2 separate regions of the Gossypium hirsutum genome follow, and region 2 is linked to region 1. The links are chromatin contacts, called in public Hi-C maps. All regions are on one chromosome and are shown on one strand. Each heading gives the region's core, a stretch centred on a gene start, on an enhancer-like site or on the middle of the called end of the contact. The rest is flanking DNA. Distances are from core to core; before and after follow the strand shown. Region 1 has its middle 5.3 kb from the start of LOC121222318. Region 2 holds the start of LOC107913789 (katanin p60 ATPase-containing subunit A-like 2).

Region 1 (7,389 bases), core at 2,565-5,064:
TACGTGAGGTTTTTGGTGTTTCCTATCGCGGAGTGATTATTAGGGTAGGGGTGAGCATTCGATCGAATTGAGTAAAAAAATTTTGAGTTTGTCGAGTTAATGAATCCTATTTTATCATCCTAAATCGATTTTAAATTTTTTCGAATCGATTCGAGTGAAATGAAATTCAAGTTGATCAATCGAGTAAAATTGTTCAAGTTAAATTAAAAAAATTAAACATGTCAAATTAAAATATTGTTACGGTATAACTAATTCAATGTTAGAGCACATAAATTTAAAACCATATATATTTGAAAATTTTTCCAAAGCAAAAAAGAGAGAGGTACTTTAGTATGATATAACTTAATCATTAATTAACTTATTTAGTTTCCAAGATTATTATTTTAGAAAAATTTTAACTTTCTTTATATAATTTTTAGATTTTTTTTGAAAATTTTATAATATATTTTTTAAAAATATAAATTTTGGAAATTTTATAAATATTTTTTTATTTTAAAAATTATTTTAAATTTTTTTGTAATTTTTGTTGAGAGAGAGACCAATTTACTCATTTCAAAATTGATAGGGACCAAAATGATATTTACACTAATCCATTATTCGAATTATTTGAGTTATTCAAATTGTGAAATTCAATTTGACTTCAACTCGAAACTCGACTTACTTATTCGAGTTGACTCGATTAACTTAAAATTTAATTTTTTTTCAATTTTTTCGAAATGAATCGAATTTTGCTAGCCATTAGTTGGAGCTATCTGTTGGGTTGAAACCGAACAACCGAAACAAAGCGAAAGCACAACCGGTGTTCTTTCTCTCCTTATAACTCCTGTCAAAAATTATGGCAAGCACAATAGCACAAGATATGTTCTCTAGCAACCTTAATCAACCACAAATCAACTAATGCAACCACAACAAAAATAAATAGAGACACCGGTATTTTTACGTGGAAAACCCCTCTAAATCAAGGGTAAAAACCACGGGACTTTAGAGTCCGATAAAGAGCTCTACTATCATCAAATGTTCGACTACAAGATCACAATATCAAGCCTACAACAAGCATTCAACTCCGACAAGGCTAACAATATGTAATCTTTAGCAAAAGAGAGAAAAATGAGAGAATATCACCAAAAACGCAGCTGCTGAAAAATGGGTATTTTCGATTCTACAAGACTCAGATGAAAAATCCGACCGTACAAAGTCAAGAACACCTTATCGCCTAGCTGCTGTCCAAAAATCAGCTCAATCGAACCACGGATGGACCTTCGATCGAAGAGTTGATCACTGCTGCACCAAGCTTGAAAAACTGATTTTTCTACTTCAATCTCACTCTCTGTTTCTCTCTGGATGTAATTGAGAATTTTGCTCTCAATTAAGAATGCTGCCCACTCCCACGTTAAAAGGCCAAAAAAATTGGCTTTTGACAAAATAAAAAAAGAAGGCAAAGCATTGTGACAGAAAATATGAGTTTCCCACATAGTGAGACTGATACCCAACACTATCATGTCATGAACCATTAAGATTTTCCCACTTAGAGATTTTCTAGAAATAAGTAAATAACTAACTTGGTAGTTGATTAATTAATTTGCCATAACTGCCAAACCACCTTAGAGAGGAAAAAAGGGACAGAACACTACCGTCTATTTATCATCTTATTCTCGTTTGAATGCCTTTTTTATTTTATTTTTTTATTCAATTTAATTCAACTGATTCATGTTATTTTAAAAAAAAATACAAGTCATTTTTCTCTAAATGATGATATATTTATCTATGTTATTCATAAAAAAGTAAAATTTATAATAGAAAAAATAGAATATCCGTGACTCTTTGTAGGGTAAGATAGATACCTTAGAAATTGGACCTATAAATGACAGCCTTAAATCAGGAAGAAATGGTAGTAAGGTTAATTTGCAAATGGAAAGGCACAAACGTATAGGAATTGATATTATGTAATTCTTTGATCCATGCCCTAACCTCCACCACAAATCTCGGTTAAATCCTATGTTTTGGTGAATTATAAAAGAAGGATAAAGTTTTAACAACAACACAATTAGCGTGACTCGAATTCAAACTAGACTTAAGGCGGTGAATACTCTAACTATTAGGCTAACATACAGATTCTAATTTCAATTTTTTGTTTTAATGACGGAGCTATTTTTACTCTCTTGAAAATTGGTATAATATGAAATTGGCTACACCGTTCCTTTTTCCCCCTCAAAGCTCTTTATAAGTGTTGAAAGGTGGTGAAGATTAAAGAAGCTTAGAGTTTAGTTTGATTATTCGAGAACACCCAGAAATTGTTGTTAGTCTAACCCTTTTTCCAAGTGGCTTCTAAATTATCCACGTCATCAAAGTCTCCTAGAATGTGGGATTTAGTCACGAGGGTCATGGTGAGGTTAACCTACCAAATTTCATTTGGAGTAGCAAATAAGCCGAAACAAAAGCAAAGGCTGAGCTCCAAAACAGAAAAAAGAGCAACTAACAAATATCAATTAAACACCCAACTGCTTCAAACTCACGTGCACAGTGCCAAAATGAAATCTACTTTACTTTATCTATATTCGCCTTTATCCCTTTGCTTTTAATATTACTATTTAATGTTGATTAAAATAAACCTTATCTGCCACGTGTCATCCTTTGCTCAAGTTCAACTACAATCAAACATTATTTAATCCCTAAATTTCCTCATTTTAATTTCTAATTTAGATTTCATCAAATGTGTTTTTCAAATATACCTGGACAAATGCATGTCCAGCTTCATCCCGTTAATAATGATTAAAAACCACATTTAGAATAAACCTAAGTGCAGTGGCAGGTGCCTTGCTCCTAAAATAAATTTTTTTATTTAGATGATTTATAAAATTTTAAATTAGTAATGCTAAAATTACATTTTGACCTCTTCAAATATGATAAAATTTTGATTTAATCATTTAAAAATATAAATATATAAACTACTCATAAAAATATACAATTTAATTCCGGTCCCTCAAAAATTTTTTTTAACTTTGCCGCTGGGCAAGTGAATGTCCAAATTCAAAAGAACTTAAAAGTCAATTATCTAAATTCATTCTAAACGTGTACTTTTAGTAATTTTTTTAGATATTATATTATTTAAAAATAATCAAATGATGTGACACTTTAAGAGTGAGATATGATAAAATTTTAACTTTATTTAAAAAACAATTAAACTTTTGATAAAATTCAAGTTCAAAGATTAATATAAAAAAAATTCGTCAAATTCAAAAATTAAATGTTATTTTTTTTAAAAAGAATTAATTCCCATGCACTGTGAATAAAAAATCAAACATACATTTATTGAAAATGACAGTTTAAAATAGACATTGATATTAGGGTGGGATTGATATTATTGTAACTTTAGGATTAAACGTAATGCATTTTTTAAGTGGACATGATTAATTAGCTGTTTGAGAGATTACAAATAGATTGGAATTTTCAAAAGAAGAAAAGAAAAGAAAAGAAAAAACTTAGGCAGGTGATGGTAAGAGAAGAGGGACCGACTTACCAAAACTGAGTAAGGTTGAGGTCAAGACCCAGAAGAGAATGAGATGGCATAATCACATTCACTATTAGAGAGAGATTGCAAAAATGTCAAGAATGCTTTTTGATAAATTATAAAAGAAGGTAAAACCCTAAGAACGGGACTAATATTTGGAAACCGAAAGAGGAGGAAGGTATCAAGGTCTTTGCAAATAGATGGTTGGACCTGACAGCTCATCAAACATACACAGAATCTTCAAGGGATATACACTTTGGGGGTCCCAAACTTCCTTAACATCTCAAGTTTTATAACATAAAATTGACACAATCATTACTCTACTACAGACTTTTCGACTAATATTTTACTTTACTTTTTCGGCATCGCATACGGTTACAGTCTTAAAGAATTTGTCTTCTACGAGTCCTTCATTCCCCTTTTTCGGCTCTGCTTTTTTATAAAGCTAATTAAGTTTTATCTAACTGCCGTTAAACGCAATCATTAAGGACTGTCCATATCAGAATACAGATGGAATAAGCAAGATGAAATTATCATCAAATCATCAGAAACAGAGCAAAGAAGTCGGCAAAGAAATAATAATATTGATAACGCGTCGGCTGAACATGCAGAAAAAAGGGTCAAAGCATATGGGAGGTGGCAGGTGGTGGTGGTGGTGGTGGGGGAGGGGGATTGAATTGTATTGCGGGAATGCATGGTCACAAGTATGATCCTAATTGCGTGGCTAAAATAAACAACTTCAGCTGTTATTAGGAAGGAGAAGAGGGCAAGGGGATTGTATTGAAAACGAATTTTAGCAAAAGAAAGATGTCATATACCTGTAACCAACAATTTGATTGGACCACCTGGCAACCATAAATCAAAACATACTCCCCCATTCTACCACGGCTGTCTGGTCCACCGCTGGATTCTGAAATGAAAACACCAATACAATGGTTTTCATTATAACCCGTCCTAGCAACAAGGGTTGTCTATATATCAAACATACCTGCACATGCTTTGATGTTGGAACTCTCACATCCACCAGCTACACCATTTCACCACCCCAAGCACCATTACTGTTGCCATTGAAACCTCTCTCTGTTTCTCCTTCTCTCTCCCCTTCCTCTTTTTCTCTCCCATCCCTTTTTTTTCTCTCTGAGATTTCATTGCTGCAACTGGCAACTGCATTGCTGCACACCCATGTCTGCCACTTCCAGTGCTTTCCATTTTCATGGTCTTTCTCCTTCCACTCGTCAAGTTTTTCTTGTTCCTTGTTTATCATTTTTGTCCAAACAAGATGGAAAATTTGTCTCAGCCTTGTCCAACTTTCGGTTCCTTTCTTAGTTGCTTGAGCTTGAATGTTCTTTTTTAAATATTTCAGAAAACAATTGAGGTAAAGGTTTTAAAAAGGAAAACTAAACCCGTGTCCCTCTTCACATGTTTGCTATTTATAAACCATTCCTTTGAGACTTAACCCCGCCAGAAGTTTAATAGCATCCTATTGTATGTGTAGCCTTGAGTATTCAAACAACTCGATGTCATTTTCCTGTACCAAAAACTTCTTCCAGCGGTTTTGTAATGATGAATTTCAAATGGGAAGTGATATTCATGGCAATTTCTTCTCAAGTGATCTCCTTCCTTCACTTGGGGCCAGAATTAACCAAACGACGAAGCTACGTAGATACATCATTTCTCCTTTCAACCCTTACTACAGGTGATGACCGTAGCCGTGGTTTACTCATATATTCTTTCAATATATTAAAACTGCTGCTTACATCCTATTCATTATTTCAGGGCATGGGAGATGTGGCTGGTTGTTCTAGTCATTTACTCTGCCTGGATCTGTCCATTCGAGTTCGCATTCCTGACTTATGAGAAAGATGGACTTTTCATTTTTGACAACATTGTCAATGGCTTCTTTGCTGTTGACATCGTTCTCACCTTCTTTGTTGCATACCTCGATAGCCACTCTTACCTCCTTGTTGATGATCCCAAGAAGATTGCAATCAGGTAAATAAGATTTTGCAGCATTGTTCAAAAAGCCCTTTTCAACTAAGAAAACCATGTTGACTATTCGAGCAAAAACTGAGTTTATATGATCCATCCAACATCCAGGTACATATCTACCTGGTTTGCTTTCGATGTCTGTTCCACTGCCCCATTTCAGTCTCTCAGCCTCTTGTTCACCAACCATGGTAGTGAGCTCTGGCTTAGGCTACTCAACATGCTCAGACTCTGGCGTCTGAGACGAGTCAGCTCCCTTTTTGCAAGGTAATAACCAGATTCTATCCATGCCTTTCAAAATTCTTAAACTATTACAATGGGAAAACTACAATATTTACTTACAGGTTTGCTTTACTTCAGACTTGAGAAAGACATACGCTTCAACTACTTCTGGACTCGGTGCACCAAGCTCATTTCTGTAAGGCACTGAAACTTCCTTTTTGTTTTTGTCTAACCACTATCAGAAATATTGCCTCAGTCAACTGAAATATGGGTTGTTTTCCTCTTGGGTTGATTTCAGGTGACCCTGTTTACAGTACATTGTGCGGGATGTTTTAACTATTTGATTGCAGAAAGATACCCTGATCCTTCGAAAACCTGGATTGGTGCTGTCTACCCGAATTTCAAAGAGCAGAGTCTCTGGGACAGATATATAACTTCAATTTACTGGTCCATTACAACGCTTACTACAACTGGTTATGGGGACTTGCATGCTGAGAATCCAAGAGAGATGCTATTTGATATCTTTTACATGCTGTTTAATTTGGGATTAACAGCTTACCTCATTGGGAACATGACAAACCTCGTAGTTCACTGGACAAGCCGGACCCGTAATTTTGTAAGTTCCCTGACACCTTCCAAATTCATCATTAACCTGCCGGGAGAACTTAACATATAAAATAAGTTCTACAGTCACAATCAGGACACGCACAACTGCACTGGATAAAAGTTAGTTTTTGTAAGGCATTTTTATATTGAAAAAAATTCAAGCTTAAAACCCAGTTAAAGGTAATGCCAAGAGTCCTTGATATTTTATGACATAAAAAATCAAGTAGGAATGCTTAGTATTTTTTAGCTCATTAGAGCATTACAAACTTCGAGTCCCTTCTTCAGGTTCAACCATGTTTTCTTTTTGAGAAGGATGCAATCTCTAGCGTGGAAGTGCTTATGCAAGAAATATTTACCATTTGTGGTGTTACAGAGGGATACAATTAGAGCTGCTTCGGAATTTGCGACACGCAATCAGTTACCCCCCGCATACAAGATCAAATGTTGTCACACATATGCTTGCGATTCAAAACAGAAGGATTGAAACAACAAGAGACCCTAAATAGTTTGCCAAAAGCCATCCGCTCAAGCATTGCACAGCATCTCTTCTTCCACATTGTGCAGAAAGTCTACCTCTTCCAAGGAGTTTCTCATGACTTCTTGTTTCAGTTGGTAATAATTCTCAGGCTAACTATATTTGTCTATACCATAATCTTTTTAGGCTAAAATAGTATTTTAATTAGAAAGACCAGAACTATGGAAAGATCTACAAGTTCTGGAGTATTTTGATGCAGTGATCACTACACATACATCATTTTGACTTTTATTCATTTTCACAAGATGCTAATGCAATTTATTACTCTGTGAAAGGTTTCAGAAATGGATGCTGAGTATTTCCCACCCAAAGAAGATGTCATTCTGCAGTATGAAGCCCCAACAGATCTTTATATACTTGTCTCGGGAGCAGCAGTAAGTAAGCTTATTCTGATGTATGCAGACTATAGAAACTAAACAATGTCAATTTCTCACATTAATTTGATGACTGATTGATTCCTGATTGCAGAACTTGATCTCCCATGCTGATGGGCATGATCAGGTAAGATATTACTTTAACATCTGTAATCTAT
Region 2 (7,389 bases), core at 2,704-5,203, 92 kb after region 1:
GAAATTTATTTTATCTTATATGTAGCGACCTAAAAATTTGGTGATAGGCGCTAGTCGAAGTAATTATTAAAAACTTGAAAATCGAATCTCGATTTTATTTGTAAAAGGAGTCGCCACCGATCTTTTTTTCTAGGTGTAATCGGACACCTAATAAATTCTCTTTTTTAAAAAAAAATTTACTTTTAAATTTTTCTAAAAAAAGGTAATTTTAGGTCTACGTGAAAATCCAGAGAAAATTAGAGTTCGGGAGTCGGTTACGAACGAGGAAGGTATTAGCACCCTCGCGACGCCCAAAATTGGTATCTCGTTAAACGCATGTTGTCTTAATTTTCAAAAATACGAGTTCAATTTAATATTTAGTCGTGATCTGATTAAACACGAAAAATTTAATTAAAACACGAGAATTTTAAAGCACGATTTTTTACACGAGAATTTTTGAAAACACGAGAATTTTTAAAACACGGAAATTTTTACAAGACAGTTTTTTTTAAAAAAATAATAATAAATCACCGGAATTTTTGGAAACACGAAGATTTTTGAAAACATGAAGAGATTTTTTAAAAAACACGAAAATTTTTAAAATACGAGAAATTTATTTTTAAAAAGAACGCGAATATATTTTTTTGAAACACGAAAACCTTTGAAAATGCGAAAAGTCAAAAATTTTGAAATACGAGTAATTTTTGAAAATACGAAAATTTGAAACACGAAATTTTTTTATTTTTTTTAAAACGTACCGTATTTAACACGAGCCGATGATATTCACCCCAACATGGCAATGAAATCGACGAATTAGTGTTAAACCGATTCAATTTAATATTTAATCGATATTCTATTAAAACACGAGAAACTTTTTTTTTAAAACACGAGGATTTTTGAATATTTTTTATTTTAAAAGGGCATCCCGAATTTAACACGAGCCATCGATATCTACCCAACATAGCGATGAATTCGATGACTTAATATTAAACCGGTTCGTTGCCTTGTGCATTTAAAATAATTTTTTTATTTATTTTTTTAACATGCAAAAAAAAATCATAATAATATTTATAAAAAACTATTTTAAAAATACTAATTTAAATTAAATGAAACACCATTTAAATACATGAGCTAAATTAAAATGGATTAATAAAATTACCAAAAGCCCAAAGTTATGGGCTTGAAGAATAGGCCCTTTTCCTTTTTTTTGCTTCTGATTGGGCCTTAGTGGGCTGCTAGGGACTGGGCCGAATCTGCTGGGCTGCTGGCACCGGTCTTCTGGGCTGCTGGAAGCGTGGGCCTGCTGCTGGATTGGGCTGAACAGGCCTGCTGTGGCCTGCTTCTTTTCTTTTTTTTTTTCTGCTGTTATTTTTCTGTTTTGTTTTTTTTGGGCTGCTTTGGGCTTGGGACTGCTGCTGCTGGGTCGGGTCGGTTCACCGGGTCGTGGGTCGGGTCGCGGGTTGAATCCGGGTCGGGTCGACCCGATATATATATTTTTTATTTTTCTTTCCCTTTTTTTTCCTTCTTTCTTCTCTGTTTCTTCTTTCTTTCTTCTCCGTTCAGCCCCGACGGTGCACCCCCCAGCCTGGCGCGGCGGTCAGCGGTGGCGCACGGTGAAGCTCTCCTCTTCTCTTCTCTTTTTCTTCTTTGCTTGTTTTTTTTTTCTTTTTGCTTGCTGTTTTTTTCTTTGACTTTGCTTTTTTTTATTTATTGGCTTTCTTTGTCTTTGGTGGATGGGGAACGACGGCCGGTGGTGAGGGACGGCGGTGGACGCGGAGGCGTGGGGCTTTTTGCTGCTGTTTTTTTGCTTGATTTTGTTGTTTTTTTTTTTGCTTTCCTTGGCTGCCGAAAATCGAACCCCCCCTCTCTTCCTCTCATCTTCTTCTTTTAAATCCTTCAATTTTGTCGTTTTCCTTCTTGTTTTCAGGTGGCATGGAGGTGGGGAGCATGGATGATTGGCGGTGTCAGGCGTAGGGTGCGGTGCACGCCCGGATGCTGGTTGGGGGCAGTCTTGTCATGCCCAGAAGAACTGAATTGTAGAGTATGCAAAGTTTTTGGGGTAAAAACATAATTTTAGGAAATATGGGGCTAATATGTAATTTATAGAATGTTTAGGGGCCCAAATGAAATTTAGAAAAGTTTAGGAGTAGAAATGTAATTTTGAGAAAGTTTAAGGGTTGAAATGTAATTTTGAAAAGTTTAGGGGTTGAGATGTAATTTAGAAAAGTTCAGGGGCCAAAATGTAATTTATATTTTTGTATTTTTTCAAAATTTCATTATGACTATTTTATTAATATTTAAAACAAAAATTTAAAATGGGCTAAAACAATTCCAAAATTAAATCTTAATGGGCCCGATCATTGGGCCCATACGAGATCAACCCGGCTCAAAACCCTAATCGGGTAAAATTCAGTGATGACATTATATTCAACCTTAAATTAATTATTTTATTTCGAGGCTATTTGAAAGTGAAGCAAATAAAGTTTTGTTCGAATCTAGTTCATCAATATTTTTCTTCCTTTTTATATAAAATTTAGTGTTAAGTTTGGATGATTGTAAATGATTCAACTAAAAAAGTCGATATGCGTATTGTTGTCAATGTAGGAGGACGTGAGTTTGAGTGTGCTGAAGCGTATTATCTTCTTATTTATAGGTTGAAAAAGAGTTATGAATGATTTTAGACACTAGGTTAAAAAGAACAAATATGATCACGATAAAATTATTTTAAGAAAATTAAAAGCTAAAAAAACAAAAGAGGTTTGGCAATGTTTCAATTACTTAGCTACACCGCCTTAAACTTCAACTGGATTTATGATTAATAATGGAGAATATTTTTAATTAATTAATTAAATTTATTTTAATATTATATTATCTTATAAAGACTTTACATTTAAATTTTGATTTTTATTTAGAATAAAGTGAAGTGTTTAAAATTTAAGTATAAAATGCAGAATTTTATTTTATTTCTATAATTTGTAATTTATATTTATCAAACAATCTAATTATATTTCATAATTAATTTTAAGTAATATATTAAAAATATTTATAATTTAAATTCAGTAGTTAAATTACTTAATTTTTCAAGTTATCAACAGTAGCTTGGACTGTTAAATGGATGAAAATACATGTAAAAATGATGTACGAAGAAGATTTTAGATTTAAAATAACTTGGAGGGTAGAAATATAAGTTTTATTTGGAAATTTATGTTTTAACGTATTGTGATTTTTTAAGAATTCATTTGTTAGAAATGTAATATAAAATAGGTTAAATTTTGTTATTAGTCCATGTACTTTGTAAAAGTTATAGATTTAGTCCTTGTACTTTTAATTGATCACTTTTAGTCTTTGTATTTTTCAAGTCGGTCACTTTTAGTCCCAATACTTTTTAATTTTTGAAAATTTAGTCTCGACACAAACAATAGCAATTAAATCTGTTTCGTTAAATTTAATTCATATAGTTATAGATTTAATCCATTTTCTCGAATTAGATCATTATAAGTCCCGATACTTTTCGAATTTTGAAATTTCAGTCTTCACGCAAATGATAGTTGCTAGTCCATTAACTGTATTTTTAGTGAGTGATATGTGAAAATAATAAACCGACATGGTATTACACATGATAATATGTTTGGCACATCATATTTTAGAAATAGTAGAATTTTATTTAATGAATTTAACAGTTACTGTTTGGTTTGGAAAGTATAATGACTAAAAATGACTAAATAAAAATGCAGGGATTAAATCCACAATTTGACAAAAATTGACAAAAAATATAAAAATTGAGGACTAAAAATATTATTATACCAACTAAAAAAATTGCCACAGCGGACTGAGAAGAACAATTTTGAAATGTTTAATGATTAAATTGTAACTTGTTTTAATTAAGTGACCAAAACTAGAATATACCCATAGTTTAGTGACTAATGTTGTAGTTTACCCTCAATTTTATTTAATTTATTTTCCCATTTTGTCTCATGAGCAGAGTTTTTAAAGCATGTGCTCAGTAAACTGTTCTTCTGCACCCTACTTCCAGTCTTTTGGAAGTTTATAATTTACATCAACAAAAGATATGAGATCTTAGTGAAAATTTAATTTTCGTAAATCTCTCCTTTTCTGGTACTCGCTTCTTCTTCTTCTTCTTCTTCTTCTGCTATTATCCAAAGCTCAGATTTTAATTTTACTTCAACAATGACCGATGAACCTTTGCCCTCTCGCTGGTCTTTTCTGGTACTCGATCTCTTTCTTTCATTTTTCCTGTTTGTTTGCAGTAACGAATTTGAAAATGAAAACTCACTGAACTGAACTGCATGAAGTTTATTTGACTTGCTTCGATTGACTTTACTCTTTTAATAAAATTTTACTCATTTCTTTAGCTTAAATTGCTTTGGATTTTATAAACTTTTTTTTGTTGTTGTTGTTTCCTTTTCTTTTCTTTATGCTCTTTGAATTTTTGAACCGTGATCTATCTGTATGAAGCAATGTGGAGAAGAATAAGGGGAAAAAAGAGAGAGAGAGTAAAGTTCAAAGCATTTTATTGAAGTGATAATATGATTATTTACTGGATTTTAAAATGTTCTACGATGCCAAGTTTGGGAGAAAGAGATTAGCTGAGCCACAAGATGATCAAGCTGCTGATGCGCTCGTTTCCAATGGCACTGATTTGAACGTGACCTCTAATGGAAACCATTCTGTCAAGAACACGTCTGAAATGGCTATTTACGAGCAGTACCGAAAACAGGTATATTTTTTTAGCTTTTTAAATGTAAAAAAAAAGGAAGCATTTTTGTGTATTTCTTAATTGATTTGCTTCTTTATTGTTCTGTTTTGTCTTCAGGACGCGAACGGGGTGCACTCTAATGGTGCGGTGTCTAATGGATTTGATTCTAGACCGTATGTTCATTTCTTCCTCTGATTCGCAACTTAACAAATTTGTTTATTTACACTTTAGAATATAAATATTTCTCAACATTGATAACTCCGATTAACATTCTTATGGTTAATGAGAATCAAGATATGATTCTCCAGTTCTTAAGAAAATGACGATTTTGATGTTTCCGTTTCTTTTGTCAAGGCAAAGGTCTCTTCTTCCTGCTTTTGAAACTGCAGAAATGCGTGCTTTAGGGGAGAGTTTGAGTAGGTAATTATAAAAACCAGGAACTTCATTGGTGGTAGAAATGAAGTTTTAGCTCTGGTGGTTTATTCTTTGACATTGAAAATTTTGTCTACTTCATATCATCTTACATCATCCCTTTCAGGGACATTGTTCGAGGAAATCCAGATGTTAAGTGGGAAAGCATAAAGGGATTAGAGAGCGCTAAACGTTTGCTTAAAGAAGCTGTCGTTATGCCAATAAAATATCCCAAGTAAGTGTTTTTATTCTTAGAAAAGGATTACGGGTGTAAAACTCTGGTAGTCATCTGTTTTTTCTCGACTGCTTGATTATTTTTTCTGAGTCTATAATAATCTGTCATTTTGTGAATTTTTGTTATCTGTGTTGTATTTAAACCTACCATTGTGCAGTTTTCCCATTATTTAAGTTTCATTTTGTCATATGAAGTGAATAAAGTGGGCAACGTGTTTGCCCAATTGAGTAGAAATTTTTCATATGAAAATTTTCAAGGCACTCTGTGCGAGAATCCTACATTTAGCGTAAAGCTTAATAGAACTGCAAAGGGCTACGGCTTCCATTCTATTACAATGTTATCAAGTTGATAAGATTCCAAAGCTAGTACTCTCAAAAGTACAAGGAATAATTCTTTTAATTTTTTATCTTGATTGAAAAGAAAAGCAGATGTGGGACTTTTGAGGGCTTAAATCCTACCTAAGTTGGTTCTCTTGAAAGTGGACGGAGTGTATTACCAAGAGATTCAAACTTCTTTTCAGAATGTATAGATGTTCACCTTTATAATATTAGTTCATTTGCTGCTTCCCTCTTACATACTTGAGAGTTGAGATCAATGAAAATATTCTGTAAAGCACCATGGGGGCTTTTGTCTTGTGTATTTGTTTCAGTAAATGTTGATGAATCGTTCAATAATCTTTTACGAATGACTTTGAAGCTTCCATTTCACAATTGGAATGATCTCTTGTAGGTACTTTACAGGTCTTCTTTCACCATGGAAGGGTATTCTCCTTTTTGGCCCCCCAGGGACGGGAAAGGTCTGTATTTCTTCGATTGTTTCCAATAAATTGATTTTGTCTTATACAACCCATCTTCATAATACGGTAGAAATGCAAGATATTTGGTTAATATGAAAGAAACATATCTTCCATAATCACAATTGAAAGTAGGTCGCAATCGCCTCAATGTTGGAAGAAAAAAAATTCATCTGGGAAGATTTTGCTATATCTTAGTAGTGCTTATATTTGATGTTAGTTTCGATTTGAATCACCGATGTGGTTGCAGACAATGCTAGCAAAGGCTGTTGCAACTGAATGCAAGACAACATTTTTCAATATTTCAGCATCATCTGTAGTCAGCAAATGGCGTGGTATGTTAAGCACATGATTTCCAATATCTTAATTGATTTGTAGAGGGACTTGGTCCTAGGTATGAAATTTATATAGAATTGTTTCCAAAATGGAAATGGCAAGATATCATTTTATACTCTGTTCCATTGTGATTTCTTACTTAGAAGCAGAGGAAAAAAATACTATTGTTTAAGTTCTTTGATAAGCTATTGAAGATCATGATATCAATATGAAGCAAAGGACCTGTCTGAACACAACCCAATAACTTTAAGTGATTCTCAGAAGAATTGGTCAATTATCTCTAACTGTGGGGCTTATAACATTTCAGGTGATTCTGAGAAGTTAATAAAAGTACTTTTTGACCTAGCTAGGCACCATGCACCGTCTACCATATTTCTTGATGAAATTGATGCCATTATAAGTCAGCGTGGAGGTGAAGGGCGCAGCGAGCATGAAGCAAGTAGACGTTTGAAAACAGAGCTACTTATACAGGTGATGTCTGTTTTCAAGATGTGTTCTTACTTTTACAGGCATAAATATTTTTTCTATTGCCGTATTAGTAATGATAATTCAAGCACATCATTTAGATACCTTGTAGCACTATCACTGGTTATTTTAGTTGAAATCTTGCACTCCAGAATCAAGAGACAAACATCTGGAGAAACTAAGCTATAAGCTTGTTATATTCCAACTGTACTCTCAAAAATCTGATCAGTAGTATTTAATTGCAGATGGATGGTTTGACGCGGTCAGATGAGCTTGTGTTTGTCTTGGCAGCAACAAATCTCCCCTGGGAATTGGATGCAGCCATGCTCCGTCGTCTCGAGAAGCGGGTATCCTTTGACACGTAAATTTATCATAAATTTTGGAAGCAAATATTAATAATTAGCCTAAAGGGTCCTATATATACATAATTTTGAATGGATAAAGAAATTTACT

The links. Hi-C and Micro-C count contacts between places; a contact is called where the count stands out from the background.
Region 2: a Hi-C map of fibers shows a contact between it and region 1, with 2.3 times the contacts expected there. The contact joins the promoter of LOC107913789 here to the enhancer-like site in region 1. A contact is called at or near these places in 5 of 34 Hi-C or Micro-C datasets (callus, fibers and leaf).

The regions. Positions count from the first base shown.
Region 1 is chrD10:3,600,212-3,607,600 of Gossypium_hirsutum_v2.1, forward strand. It overlaps the pseudogene LOC107913785. Among protein-coding and RNA genes, the nearest start is that of LOC121222318, 5.3 kb to the right of the region's middle. Within about 2 kb of position 3,815, at least 5 of the 9 cell types and tissues checked have an H3K27ac peak or open chromatin away from gene starts, as enhancers often do. A contact at or near this core is called in fibers, where this site is marked.
Region 2 is chrD10:3,691,602-3,698,990 of Gossypium_hirsutum_v2.1, forward strand. It overlaps LOC107913789 (katanin p60 ATPase-containing subunit A-like 2), which reads left to right and starts at 3,954. Exons shown (of 11, transcript XM_016842422.2): 1 at 3,954-4,206; 2 at 4,568-4,717; 3 at 4,814-4,869; 4 at 5,051-5,116; 5 at 5,235-5,342; 6 at 6,072-6,138; 7 at 6,386-6,470; 8 at 6,779-6,942; 9 at 7,182-7,283. The coding sequence starts at 4,168. LOC121222320 (a long non-coding RNA gene) reads left to right here and starts at 1,507. Exons shown (of 2, transcript XR_005919564.1): 1 at 1,507-1,592; 2 at 1,907-2,239.